5 separate regions of the Mus musculus genome follow, and regions 2, 3, 4 and 5 are each linked to region 1. The links are chromatin contacts, called in public HiChIP or PLAC-seq maps. All regions are on one chromosome and are shown on one strand. The core of a region is the stretch at or near the end of the contact, and the rest is flanking DNA. Distances in the headings are between cores, read along the strand shown.

Region 1 (2,542 bases), core at 23-2,522:
TCTGGACCTCTGCTCACTCCAGCCCAGAGATTTATTATTATAGATAAGTACACTGTTGCTGTCTTCAGACACACCAGAAGAGGGCATCAGATCTCATTACGGGGTGGTTGTGAGCCACTATGTGGTTACTGGGATTAGAACTCAGGACCTTCAGAAGAGCAGTCAGTGCTCTTACCCGCTTAGCCATCTTGCCAGCCCACTTTTGAATTTTCTTGCATATTGTAAACATTATTTATGTAAATTCATATTTTGCCTGTGTGTCTATGCATCATATGCATGCAGTGCCCACAGAGGTTGAAAGAAGGCATCATCCCCTGGACTGAAGTTACAGTTTCAAGGAGTCACAGTGGTGCTGGGAAGCAAACCCAGGTTCTCTGGAAGAGCAGTGTGTGTGTGTGTGTGTGTGTGTGTGTGTGCACCATATCTGTGCGGGAGACCATGGCTTAAATGATAAGCTATGTCTCTAGCCCCAACATCCAATTTTTGAATGAATAAGTGAGAAAATGTCTTCATTGGTACAGTGTAGTATACAACCTGGAAAGGGCTTTACAATAAGGATGCAGTGTCCTAATTTAGGAATATGACGTGCCCTGGTAATTCTACTGACTCAGCCTCAACTTACTGGATGACACTGCTTATCTCTTCTTAAAGGCTTGAGGCCATGTGGCCTATGGCTAAGTGAGCAGACCTTCTAAGGCACTCAGACTCGTTAACCCCCTCAGGTTTGAAAACAGTTGTTCACACGGTAACCGTGAGGACGAAGCTATTGCATGGTGTTCCATATTACCCTCTACTCGAGTTTTGGATTCTAATTACACATTCTCAAGCTGAGGTAAAAAGAACAAGGAATCAGGATGTCTCCCTGGTAAGGAACTGCCTAGCCCTGGGCAATTAGTTTTTCGAAATCTCTTTCTGCTGGTTTTCATTTGTCATCCCCGCTCCTCTACCTGCCTGATTGTCAAGCCTACAGCACTATTATCTCTCTGAGGTGATAATGGCAGTGGGCGTGTGAGGACTTTTGGCCACGCGGGGGCAGCATTCTCCCTCCCAGGTTCACTCGACCCCTTCTGCAAAGACCCAGGGCAACCCAAGCAGAACAAAACCCCAGCGTGGGCTCGCCCTTTCATTTTAACTCGCTGTGCGCTAGATTGCAATGGAAGAAGCAGTTTCTTAGAATTCCAAGGGTCTCAAAGGAGTAGCCGACGTTCTCGCGATGTCGCCACCGGAAGTGGGTGGCGGCAGGCCCTCGGAGTTCTCGCGAGATGCCGGCGGGAAGTGGGTGGCGGCCGGGCCGAAGCTGATCACATCACTGGTCTGCTCTCGCTAGCTCGGAGCGGCTGTGGCCATTGCCTCGGGCGCTGTTTTCTGAGACCTCGCCTCGCCGCGGTCTTTCCTGCCCCCAGCTCGCGTGCACGGCCTCCGCTGCCGGTCGGTGCTCGGTGTCCCGCCGTCCCCATCCTTGGTCGGTCCGCCGTTAGGCCGTGCCTCAGGCCCAGTCCGTGGCGACGCCGGCAGGTGATGCCCAATACAGCCATGAAGAAAAAGGTGCTGTTGATGGGAAAGAGCGGGTCGGGGAAGACCAGCATGAGGTCGATCATCTTTGCAAATTATATTGCGCGCGACACTAGGCGCCTGGGTGCCACCATCGACGTGGAGCACTCCCACGTCCGATTCTTGGGGAACCTGGTGCTGAACCTGTGGGACTGTGGCGGCCAGGACACCTTTATGGAAAATTACTTCACCAGCCAGCGGGACAACATCTTCCGTAATGTGGAGGTTCTGATATACGTGTTTGACGTAGAGAGCCGCGAACTGGAAAAAGATATGCATTATTACCAATCGTGTCTGGAAGCCATCCTCCAGAATTCACCTGACGCCAAAATCTTCTGCCTGGTGCACAAAATGGATCTGGTTCAGGAAGATCAACGTGACCTGATTTTTAAAGAGCGAGAGGAAGACCTGAGGCGTTTGTCTCGCCCGCTGGAGTGCGCTTGTTTTCGAACGTCCATCTGGGATGAGACGCTCTACAAAGCCTGGTCCAGCATCGTCTATCAGCTGATCCCCAACGTTCAGCAGCTGGAGATGAACCTAAGGAATTTTGCCCAGATTATTGAGGCTGATGAAGTTCTGCTGTTCGAGAGAGCTACGTTCTTGGTGATTTCCCACTACCAGTGCAAAGAGCAGCGAGATGTGCACCGCTTTGAGAAGATCAGCAACATCATCAAGCAGTTTAAGCTGAGCTGCAGTAAATTGGCCGCTTCTTTCCAGAGCATGGAAGTGAGGAATTCTAACTTCGCTGCCTTCATCGACATCTTTACATCAAACACGTACGTGATGGTGGTCATGTCAGATCCATCCATCCCTTCTGCAGCTACTCTGATCAACATTCGTAATGCCAGGAAACACTTTGAGAAGCTAGAAAGAGTAGATGGGCCCAAGCACAGCCTCCTCATGCGTTGAAATAATGCCAAATGCTCTTTAGTAAAATGCTGAATTACGGTGTTTTTTTTTTTTTTGCATCATTTGTCTTTAATATTCATAA
Region 2 (2,542 bases), core at 18-2,517, 740 kb before region 1:
CCTCCTTCCTCCAGTTCTCCATCTGGTATTCAAAGGTAATATAGGGTGATGTAGAACAACCCAGTCATCTGACTCATCTCTTCCCTATTGCCGCTTTTGACTTAACTGTGTGTCTGTCACAGAGGTTCCTGTTGCTTCAGAAATGTCCCGACTAGGTCTGGAAGCACCTAAGCTGCATGGTTTTGTCAATGAAATAAAATTCTCATGTGAGGTGTGAAGAGCGATGGGAAACGTCAAAGTTGCTTGATCATTATTGTTGCTACAAAGTTGGTCTCCTAAGGCCAAGACAGCAAAGGAGAGCTATTAACACACAATGTCCATCATTATGGTTGTTTTCTTGTCAGCTGGAGAATATATCATTTTTGACAAGTGCTTGGCATTTTTTTTAACTCATTCAAGGAGTTGGACATAATTTGTCTGAACTGCCTCCTCTGAAAACCTCAGAAGTTAGTTCTTGCCCTTGCTATAACACTGAGAAAACTGTGCCTGGCTGTTAGACCATCAAAGGCATCAGCCAACTCACAGTGAATAGTGATACCATTATGTATTGTGCAGCCTCCTTGGAAAAAGCTTTAATTCCACTTCAGCTTTCCAGCTAGCAGAGTTGGCATTGTGTAGACACCACCATAGATGCTAAAAGTGGCTGGTGGCCAACAAAAGCCCCCTGCTGTGTCTTCCACTCTCTGAAGTAGATTCCTTACTTTCAGGCAGTGTAAAGCAAGAATGCTTCATGTACCAAATCATTTGGCAGTCTTCAATGGCATGAAAAACAACTTGTTTGTATAGAAAAATATTTTCCAGAGCTAGAAGCCCATAAAGATTATTGCCTCTTTTTAGTACACAGAAATATTCCACAAACATGACTCTCTCAGCTTTCTGCACTATGGTACCCAGAGCAGAGATTGCTCTGCGATCATCCTTTAAAGGATGCCCTCCCTTGTGGCCAGCCCTTGGGCCATCTGTGCCTGGCTCCTCCTCCGTGGTGCCTGATACCCACTGCCCATCCTGCCACTGATCAGGCTTATGGTTGGCCATCCCAATGTACAGAGAAAGAAAATCTGCCTTGGCAAGGCTGCCCCTCCCTGCTGATGAAGGAGCCTTGGCATTGTTTTAGCTGCCAGTCTGCTTGCCTTCTTGTTGCCTTTGGAAACCTGCACTTTCTCTGTGGCTTTGTGGTCGTTTCCATCCGCCAGTGTGGTCCCTCACAGAGGCACTAGCGTGCCAGACCAGCCTATTTGAATTGGTGCCAGGCCACTTACTGGGGAGGTGAAGCCAAATCCCATATATTTAAAACTGCAGTGCTGTGCTTGTCCACCTAGCTCCTGTCTCCTGAAGTCATTAGTTGTGGTTTTACTTTACTGTTAAAACACTCTTCTTTTTTTCCTCTCTCTCAGCTCTGGCTATTTTCATCTATATATATTTAGCAAGTTGTATGTAGGTACAGATTCTGCAGTTCTACTTAAATCTCTCTTTCTCCTCCCCCCCCCCTTTTTCTTCTATTTGTGTCCTACGGAAAGAGAATGTGTTTCCTATTAAATGGGGGCGGTGGGGAAGAAGATAGGGAGACCCAATATTTGACTAGAATAGAAAGTGAGGGAGCAGTGGAATTCTGCCCTGTAACGTGGGAATGGAGAGGCGCCTGTTCATGTGGCCACAGGACAGATATCATCCCTGGTCTCAAATTTCCTCAGGAAAAACACAGACCTTTGGAAACTTGATACATCTCAGGCTGCAGTTTGCTTGGCATATGTTAATATCCTTCTAATATCCTGGGGATTCGTTGAGTTGTGTAGTATCTAAGACTGTAAAAAGGAAAGCATGATTGCACAATCTAAAGCAGATAAATAATATGATTTCTATTCCTCAGCTGAGTTGGGGAAGTTAAGTGATTTTCCTGAAATCCCTCGGGAAGTTCCAGACACATTTAGGAATATAACATGTGAATTCTAACCCACAGACCTTTCAACTACAGACAGTTCTCACTCTCTCTATTTACTCTAGAATTCCACACATGTGTCTCTCAAGTAAACATTTGCATCTGGAGAGCTGCGTATGTGTATGCCTGGGACAGGAGGATTCCAAAATTGTCAGAGGAGTTGGGTTAAACATCACCAAGGCCCATGATCAGCCATTTATCAGGATATGTCCACTTTAAATAGCCACAATCCCAAAAAGCATCTACGGTAGATCAGACTTCAGTCCTAATGGAACTCATTCTTACCCAAAGCAAAGCAAGAGCCAGTGTAGTTGGCACTCATATTGTACGTGCTTCATCTAGCATCCTATATAAAATCGAGAATGGAATACAGAATATGGAGAGCATTCCTTCACAGGGAGATGATGAAACAACTAGCCATTGAGGGGCAAATGTGACAACTACATAAAAGACGTGGTTTCGACATTTTTCTATCAGAACTTTACATCTGGCTTGCAAGGTACAGTTACAATAATTTGAGGATTTTAGAACTGCCTGAGATGAGAAAATCTCAATAAGGAAATCTTATCTAAGTAGTTATGATAGTTAATACCTATAATATCAACA
Region 3 (2,542 bases), core at 30-2,529, 670 kb before region 1:
AAACAAAGAAGTTACCAAGGTTCTAAAGTGGGTATGGTTATTTGTTATGTTGCCATGAATTAATAGTATCTATTAATACTAAGTCTTGTTTGTAAAAAAAAATAAAACAATTGAGATAACTTTCCAAATATGGTAAATGTTTGATTAGTAAGAGAGACAATATTCAAAAACAGGGACAGAATACTCTTACCTGGGAGCTGGGAAGTTGGCTCAGTGAGTAAGAGTGCTTGATATGCAAGCATGGGGACCTGAATTCAGATCCCAAATTTATGTAAAAGAAAAAATAGCAGGTGTGGTCACATGCACCTGCATTCCCAGTGCAGAGGAGTAAAGACCAGTATATCCAGGAAGCTACTAGATCAGGCAAAACTCAGCAAGGCCAAGTTTGGTAAGAGATGCTCTCTAAAGAGTCTAAGGTAGATGGATACCTGGCATCTCCCTCTTGCCTGTGAATTCATGAGCTCAGCCACACAGACCACCTGTGTGTGTACACACACATCCTCCCCTCCCACAACAAAAACAATAATTATATGATAAACTATTCTAACTAGTTGCTGTAACCAAGTTCAAGTGTGTGGGGTCTCTTCAAATGCCATTGCCATCAGGGAGGGTAATGATCCATGTGAGTCAAGAAGGAATCTCAGTCAGCAGGACTCAGCAGCCTTCGTTGGTTCAAACTGCTAGAGTCTGATGCCAGGACCTTTTACTTTGGACATACTTAAGTACAGTACAACTTTGGCAGAAAGTTTCCTGGTGACAGTTATTACAATAAAGCTTAAGATGTGACTAAGCATGTAAAGAAAACATCAAAACTCTTTTGCAATGCATATGCAACATCTTCCATAACAATGCATTCTACCATTGAAGGGCCAAGGAGAGAATCTGGTGTGGGCTCTGTCATTATAGAGGTCACTAAGCTATAAAGTATACATGACATCTCCCCTGGGGATGGATTCTATTGACTTAAAAACAATGCTGAAGATAAAGGTCAGGAAGGAATGTTCTGGGATAAACATAATGGTTTTGGTGAATTCAGGTGTGGCCTGGGCCTATACAGATGGCACAAAATCACCAGGCTATTAACTACGTCCACTCTCAGTTTTCCAGGCAGAAAACAGGTATGCATCTCAAAATTTTGAGGGTCTAACATGGATTAGAAACCACAGTTAGAAAACAATTGGCTTTAAAACCACTCAGGCGTGAAGAGATGGCTCAGCAGTTGAGTACATGTTCCTCTTTCTGAGAACCTGAATCTGTGGTTCCTGGTACCTAGGTCAGGTGACTTACAGCCTTCTACAGCTCTAGCTTCAGGCGATCTGACACCTCTTCTGGATTCCAAAGGCATTGCATTCATGTGTATTTGGTGGTTGTGTGCAACATCACACACACACACACACACATGCATGTACACACGTGTGCACGCATGCATGCGCACGCGTGCGCGTGCACACACACACACACACAAACACACACACACACACACACACACACACACACACACACACACACACACACAATTAAAACTAAATCCAAAAGTATCAAAGAAGACACTGATAGAGACTCCCTAGTCATAGAAATGAAACTGACTCTTCTCACTCTTGACCCGTTATAAACATACCACCCTGTAAGTCTTAGAAAACTTTTCTTAGTTTTCCAAATCCTCTGTAAAATGCGAACAACAACAACAATAATATTAATGATAATATTAGTCATACTTACTCCTTAGATTGTTAGTGAGCAACTAAAATAATAAACTAAAGAGACAGGGTGGGGACAAAGCCTTTGTTCTCAGGAGTATCATTCATTTTCAATGTAAAAAATGTGAATTTGAACCAGGAAGGTCTGACAAGTTCCATACCTTTATTCTAAGATCCTTCTTGCATAAAGCCACACACATGTGCACCTACATGCAGGAAATCGTGCTTTATGGATTGCTTTGTGAATCACCGAGATACCATCCTATCCTGCTTTGAGATGCTTCTGTTTCTACTTTAATCCTAAAATTGAGTTTTTCCATTGCTGGCTATGTTATAAATCTTAATATTGTCAAATCATTATTTTGTCTACTTTTTACTATTTAGCCTTCTTTCAAATTACTCCCCAAATAAACCAGTTAACCTGTCTAATTTCTGCTATTGCTTTTACGGCCACAGGGTGTCTTGAAGAATCATTCCTCCACAGGTGTACTCTACCACCTGCTTAGTCACATTACTGAAAGTTAGGAAAAGGATAATAACTAGAATAAAGACATCTCTGTTCGTTTCAAAATGATGCTTCTATTATAAGAAAAAAAATTGGAAGGATGAAAACAAGGATGAGAGATTTGGGCCTACCACTTAGTTCTTGAGATAAAGATCTCATTTGGGAAACTTTCTGAATGTTCTCTTCTCTGGGCATTTATTTGTGATATTTCTGTTATTCTTTTAAGCAAGATACTTCCTTGTGTATATAATTATCTAAGGCGCTTAAGAGAAAACACACACATATACACATACACACACACACACATACATATATATCATATATGTTGTACATATATATC
Region 4 (2,542 bases), core at 24-2,523, 550 kb before region 1:
AGGCAGGCATTTTCCTAAATACCAGGATTAATCCCAGGAGAACACATGCCCTTTGGGGCTTCCCAGCTTTGGCAAGAAGACAGCTCGACCCTGTTTGCTAGGCTAATCCCAGACTGAATGTTGCCACTAAATCCTAACTGAGCAGGACTTATGTACCAGCTGTTAACACTGATACACACTCGGTGCCAAGACCAGGCACCATTCCCCAGGCACTGATACATGCTTGCCTGCTAATCCCCCTGCCTGCTGGAGTGACAAGGAAAGGAGCCAGGTCACCGTGAGTCAGTGGAGAGCAGGCAAAAGCTCTGCCACTGTGAGTGTGCCTGATGGCGAGTGGTATACCATGCTGTGTTCATTCTAACATCAAAGCAGATAGCATCAAGTTATTTTCATTGGCCTTAAGTTCCAAGAAAGCAGTCATTGGTCATTTCTGGACTTGATCATGAAAGAAACAAAGAGGCAGAAAAACTGAGAAAGAAACAGAAAAGGGACAAAAGAAGAAAGCAGAGAGGTGTCAGAATTGGGTTTTTTTCTTTCTTTCTTTCTTTCTTTTTATTAATTAGTTTATTTTTTACACGCCATATTTTATCCACACACACCCCAGTCCACCCCAACTGTTCCACTTCCCACACCTCCTCCCCACATCCAGTCTCCACGTGGATGTCCCCCACCCCCACCCCACCTAACCTCTAAACTCCCTGGGGCCTCCAGTCTCTTGAGGGTTAGGTGCATCATCTCTGAATGAACACAGATCGGGTAGTCCTCTATTGTCTGTGTGTTGGGAGCCTCATATCCGCTGGTGTATTGTTAGTTTTAAATTTTAACTTTTGATGAAAACAGAGCCTTCCCTGAAGACAATAGCTACATTTTGTCTTCAGACTAACAGCGTTGTTGTTTGATCTCTCAGGGGGAACCCAACACCACCAGGACAGCCACACACAGGCACTGAACTCTGCCTCCTGGTCCCTTGGGTAGTGATGGGTGCATATCCTTTGGGGTCAGCAGGACCTGAAGGCAGGATGTTAGAACCACCTTCCCACTGTGAAACCCCTTCCTGGGGTTTCAAGCTTGTCCCTTCTTCACCTCCCTCTTGTACTGAATTCTTCTTTGGCTCGAGAATGTTACCCTAGAAGGGGAGACAGCCCCATAGGCTTCCTCATGGCCTCCACCATTTGCTGTTGTTGGCTGCAAGTCCCGTGCCAGGAGCCAGAGGCTCAGCGAGTGAGGACCCGTGCTCAGCTTACCCAAACAGCAGGCTGCAGGCAGTCAGCACACGCTGGGCAGCTGCCTTCTGCTCCACTGGTGATGACGCCAGCTCCTGCCTCAGATGTGCAGTCGCTTAGAGTGCCAAAGTCCCATCCCCCTCCTGCATCTATACAGAGTCCCCTGGTGCAGGTCATGAGTGATTGGCAGTTTCTTTCTTTCTTTCTTTCTTTCTTTCTTTCTTTCTTTCTTTCTTTCTTTCTTTCTTTCTTTTTTTTTTACGTTTTCCAGTGGATCCATACTGTTTTACAGCCAAATGTCTTTGAAAGTTCTTTGGCAGTGCATTCCTGAAGCATGCTATTAAACAACATCGTCCTCATAAGCTCATAATTGCAATTCCAGGGTCTTTCTTGTTCTGCATTGTCACATCCCTGGAGCAGTAGAGTCTAAAGAGAAAGCATTCCCCAGGCCTTTATCTTCTCAGGACCAAGGGCCTCTCCTCCCACTGATGTCCAACAAGGCCATCCTCTGCTACATATGCGGCTGGAGTCAATGCTGCTCTCACTGTGGGCTGAGGCCATTCCATTCGTGGCCTCCAGGAACGCGCATATTTAATTTTTTTTGTCTTCTTAATGTCTCCTATTATAGAAAAAAAGTGGGTTCCTTTTGATTTTGTTTTGTTTTGTTTTGTGCAGTCAGAGAGCAATGAAGACTAGATTACATCTTAACATTCACCTTCCTTGTGATTCCTTGCTAAGGATGTTCAGTTAGGGAAACATACGGGACAGAGATGCACAAGTGGAAAGCACCGCCATAATGCAAATAAATTATCACAGAAACAAGGCTTTGTTTCTCTCTTGCCAGTCTTACCACTTTGCACCCCCAACCCCCCCCTCCCCGGGCCTGGCATTTGGAACCTTCTCAATCCATGTTAGTCTGCATGTTTGTCCCTCATCAAAGAACAGATGTGTGAGCATTTACAAGTTACTTTTATATCATGATATAGCATGATGTATGTCTCACCACACATGAGTTATATATTTGTATCTGATACCTATTTAGTCCGTGTTTCAGAAGTCATAATGAGTTATCAATAGTGTCTTCTTGTACATTCTTGAATGCCATATTTTGAATGTCATGTAATCTAAATGCTTTGAAACATGACATAGCAGCACTGCAAATTACTAGGTGTTAACAAAATTATCTGCTCTGTTGCCCATTCTTCCTTCCACTCATCCAACAACATCAGGTCCAGTGGTCATCTTGACATCAGATACAGTTGCCATCTTGACATCAGATCCGGTTGTCATCTTGACATCAGATCCAGTTGTCATCCTGA
Region 5 (2,542 bases), core at 18-2,517, 520 kb before region 1:
ATTCTTTATCCGAAATGGTGTTCCTGGACTGATAAGGAGGAAAGACAACCTTATTGGATACTTAACACTTGTTTAATATATTAATAAAAACCCTCCTGGCCCGTTCAGGCTTTGCTTGATTTGAGTGAAACAGGCTCCCAATCTTCGGGCCTTTTCCCGTAGCCATGCGGACACTCTGGAGCCCATTAGTACTTCCTACAGCTGGATTGCACCTCAGAGGTCAACCTGCCTGGCCCTATTTCCACTGCGAAGAGGAAAGAGGTGGTACCCCACTCAAAATTTTGTTGTTTTGTCATAGCAGCTCTGAGAAAGCCTGAGTCAGGTGTCCGATGAAGAATGTTTGGGGTTAAGTGAGGGTTAAATCAGCCTTTCTTTCCTGTCATGGGTTAAATCAGATAATTAAAAGCTGTCAAGGTGTCAAAACCCAGCACTTGTTTCACAACAAATTTCAACATCCTCATCCTGGAGTCTTTGTCAAGGGCTTCTTTTAAACTAGGGGCTCTAAATGAGTCTTATTGTACCTTTAAACTTGTAAGTATTGGATGTTTCAAATTGTCAATCCACAAAGAAAGGTTTTGCCAGCCCTTTATTTTTAAACCAAGACCCCAATACAGAAAATAACTAAAGCCGTTGTTAGGTTTAGTTAGGACCTTTCCAAACCATCTATAGTATTCTTTTCCAAACTCAAAGGGGAAAATAAAAAGGCACTTTATAGAAGAGGAAGAGAACGCTAGCACCGAATACACTTAAAGGGCACATTCAGTCCCGACTAGGGCTTGGTCCCTTTATAGCATATGTTCTATATTGACGGGGATTAAGTTTCTCTCCTGAATGGAACAATACACCGTCACAGGGAGCTACTGTACTTTCCAGAGCAACAGACACCAGCCTAGGCAAATGGCAAACAGAATCGCGTCTCACAGAGCACTAACCAGGTTTGTTCAGAGCGCAGCCCTGCTTCCTCTTTGAGCTTTGCGCTTCTGCCAGTGCACATCTATCTCTCCTCTTCTCGGGCTCAGCTCCTTGCTCCCCTGCCTTTCAGTCCCTTTCTCTCTTTTCTGCTCACACTGTTCACTTTCTCTGCGCACCCCCCCCCCAACCGCTTTGTTATTCAGCATGTCTGATTAGCAGGAGTCTGATTGGCTGGCTGCCTGCTCTAGAGAGATTCCATTCAGCTTACCCCCCACCCATCCACCCACCCACCCTCGCTCAGGAAATGTGAGCGGGGCTGATGGAAGCTGATAGGCAGGGCTGGAGTGTGAGCCCCAGCACTGGATGTGACAGCAGCGGGCAGAGGAGCACTTAGCAGCTTATTCAGTGTCCGATTCGGATTCCGGCAAAGATCCAAGTATGGAATGCTGCCGTCGGGCAGCTCCTGGCACACCGCTGCTCGTTCTGGCTTTCCTACTCCTGGTAAATGCCTTTTCATTTCAATACGTTACTATTGCCACTTGGTCTGGGTGCTGCTGGAGGGTGTGTGTGTGTGTGTGTGTGTGTGTGTGTGTGTGTACTTCTGTCTGTCTGTGTATGATCTTCCAACTCCAGGTAAAAGAATTTTCATGGCTTACAAAGTACACCTCAACTCTTTGAGAACTTTAACCCCAACTTTCCCAGCAAAATCAAATATAAAAGACTTTTTAGAGTTAGTGAATGATACTGATATTGAGACTTGAAATTCAGGGTATTCTTCTGCAGATATTATGTGCTGAAAACTATATAAATAACTGTGTTAGCATGGGATCCTGAGGACAGATGTCCTGAGATCAAACTCACTATGGTGATTTTGGGGTTTCTGAAGGCTAGGCGGTGAGGAGCTTGCTTGGTTCTTGTTTCCCCAGTGCCTGTGTGAATTATTTTCCTCCATACATAAAGACTCTTGAACCAGGTGAAAAAGGAAGGAACGAGAGCCCTGTTTACAATCAAACCAGAGTATAACCCATAATTACTATACACATTTATGGATTCAAGTTAATGCTAATGTTTATGAATTGAAGATTAAAGTCTTTGATCTCAGATCTACTTCTGAAGGCAAATAGAGATCCCTGGACTCCTTGTCCTGCTGATTTCCAGCCCCAGCGATAAGGCTCTTCTCTTGAACATCAGCACACATTGCATTTTTGACTCGAAGTAAATGTTCCATTGTGACTCATACTTGGTTTTATGGGCAGAAAATGAACATATACTGTCCAAAAAATCTACACTCAAAATATTAATAGCAATGCACATTTCTTTTAAACCAGAGTGTTCTGGGCAAGCAGTTTAGTAAACCTCATCTGAAAGTTTGATTCCAAAATGTGCACACTCTGATTGCAAAGAAACGTGACTCTAGCTCTTCCTGTCACAATTATGACACACCAGAACTACTTCAGAAGGAAGAGAAAGAGAAGACGAAGGTAAAAGTGTAACCGTTGTATAAGACACATTGTTTTGTTGATGGGGAAAGGTTAGTTTGTTCTGCTTTGATTCTGACAAATTGGATGGACATTGGAATTTTGATGAAGAGAAGGGAACCATTTGTTACAAATTGGAAAACTCCGGGAGG

What was found. HiChIP or PLAC-seq counts read pairs in DNA pulled down with a chosen protein or histone mark.
Region 2: a contact with region 1 is called in an H3K4me3 HiChIP or PLAC-seq map of embryonic basal ganglia, with 5 times the contacts expected there. The contact joins the enhancer-like site here to the promoter of Rraga in region 1. A contact is called at or near these places in 8 of 39 promoter capture datasets (the 3T3-L1 cell line, the C10 cell line, cranial neural crest and 5 more), 1 of 484 Hi-C or Micro-C datasets (granulocyte-monocyte progenitors) and 19 of 115 datasets of contacts at active chromatin or transcription factors (the 230-238 cell line, SST interneurons, cardiomyocytes and 14 more).
Region 3: an H3K4me3 HiChIP or PLAC-seq map of pro-B cells shows a contact between it and region 1, with 6 times the contacts expected there. The contact joins the enhancer-like site here to the promoter of Rraga in region 1. A contact is called at or near these places in 1 of 39 promoter capture datasets (hippocampal neurons), 5 of 115 datasets of contacts at active chromatin or transcription factors (embryonic limb bud, forebrain, large pre-B cells and 2 more) and 1 of 9 other capture datasets (adipose tissue).
Region 4: an H3K4me3 HiChIP or PLAC-seq map of the 230-238 cell line shows a contact between it and region 1, with 10 read pairs. The contact joins the enhancer-like site here to the promoter of Rraga in region 1. A contact is called at or near these places in 2 of 39 promoter capture datasets (cranial neural crest and second pharyngeal arch cranial neural crest), 1 of 15 datasets of contacts at CTCF or cohesin (large pre-B cells), 1 of 484 Hi-C or Micro-C datasets (muscle stem cells) and 11 of 115 datasets of contacts at active chromatin or transcription factors (the 230-238 cell line, astrocytes, embryonic forebrain and 5 more).
Region 5: an H3K27ac HiChIP or PLAC-seq map of embryonic stem cells shows a contact between it and region 1, with 4 times the contacts expected there. The contact joins the promoter of Adamtsl1 here to the promoter of Rraga in region 1. A contact is called at or near these places in 6 of 39 promoter capture datasets (cranial neural crest, frontonasal cranial neural crest, liver and 3 more), 1 of 484 Hi-C or Micro-C datasets (uterus), 10 of 115 datasets of contacts at active chromatin or transcription factors (cardiomyocytes, embryonic stem cells, fibro-adipogenic progenitors and 2 more) and 1 of 9 other capture datasets (pancreatic islet).

The regions. Positions count from the first base shown.
Region 1 is chr4:86,574,401-86,576,942 of GRCm38.p6, forward strand. Rraga (Ras-related GTP binding A) reads left to right here and starts at 1,273. Exons shown (of 1, transcript NM_178376.3): 1 at 1,273-2,542. The coding sequence starts at 1,519. The coding sequence ends at 2,460.
Region 2 is chr4:85,836,639-85,839,180 of GRCm38.p6, forward strand. It overlaps a transcript of Adamtsl1 not described here. Among named protein-coding and RNA genes, the nearest start is that of Adamtsl1, 220 kb to the right of the region's middle. Within about 2 kb of position 1,268, at least 41 of the 459 cell types and tissues checked have an H3K27ac peak or open chromatin away from gene starts, as enhancers often do. A contact at or near this core is called in embryonic basal ganglia, neural progenitor cells and neural stem cells, where this site is marked.
Region 3 is chr4:85,903,187-85,905,728 of GRCm38.p6, forward strand. It overlaps a transcript of Adamtsl1 not described here. Among named protein-coding and RNA genes, the nearest start is that of Adamtsl1, 150 kb to the right of the region's middle. Within about 2 kb of position 1,280, at least 7 of the 459 cell types and tissues checked have an H3K27ac peak or open chromatin away from gene starts, as enhancers often do. A contact at or near this core is called in pro-B cells, where this site is marked.
Region 4 is chr4:86,019,603-86,022,144 of GRCm38.p6, forward strand. It overlaps a transcript of Adamtsl1 not described here. Among named protein-coding and RNA genes, the nearest start is that of Adamtsl1, 33 kb to the right of the region's middle. Within about 2 kb of position 1,274, at least 64 of the 459 cell types and tissues checked have an H3K27ac peak or open chromatin away from gene starts, as enhancers often do. A contact at or near this core is called in the 230-238 cell line and muscle stem cells, where this site is marked.
Region 5 is chr4:86,052,708-86,055,249 of GRCm38.p6, forward strand. It overlaps Adamtsl1 (ADAMTS-like 1), which reads left to right and starts at 1,268. Exons shown (of 29, transcript NM_001368621.1): 1 at 1,268-1,413. The coding sequence starts at 1,351.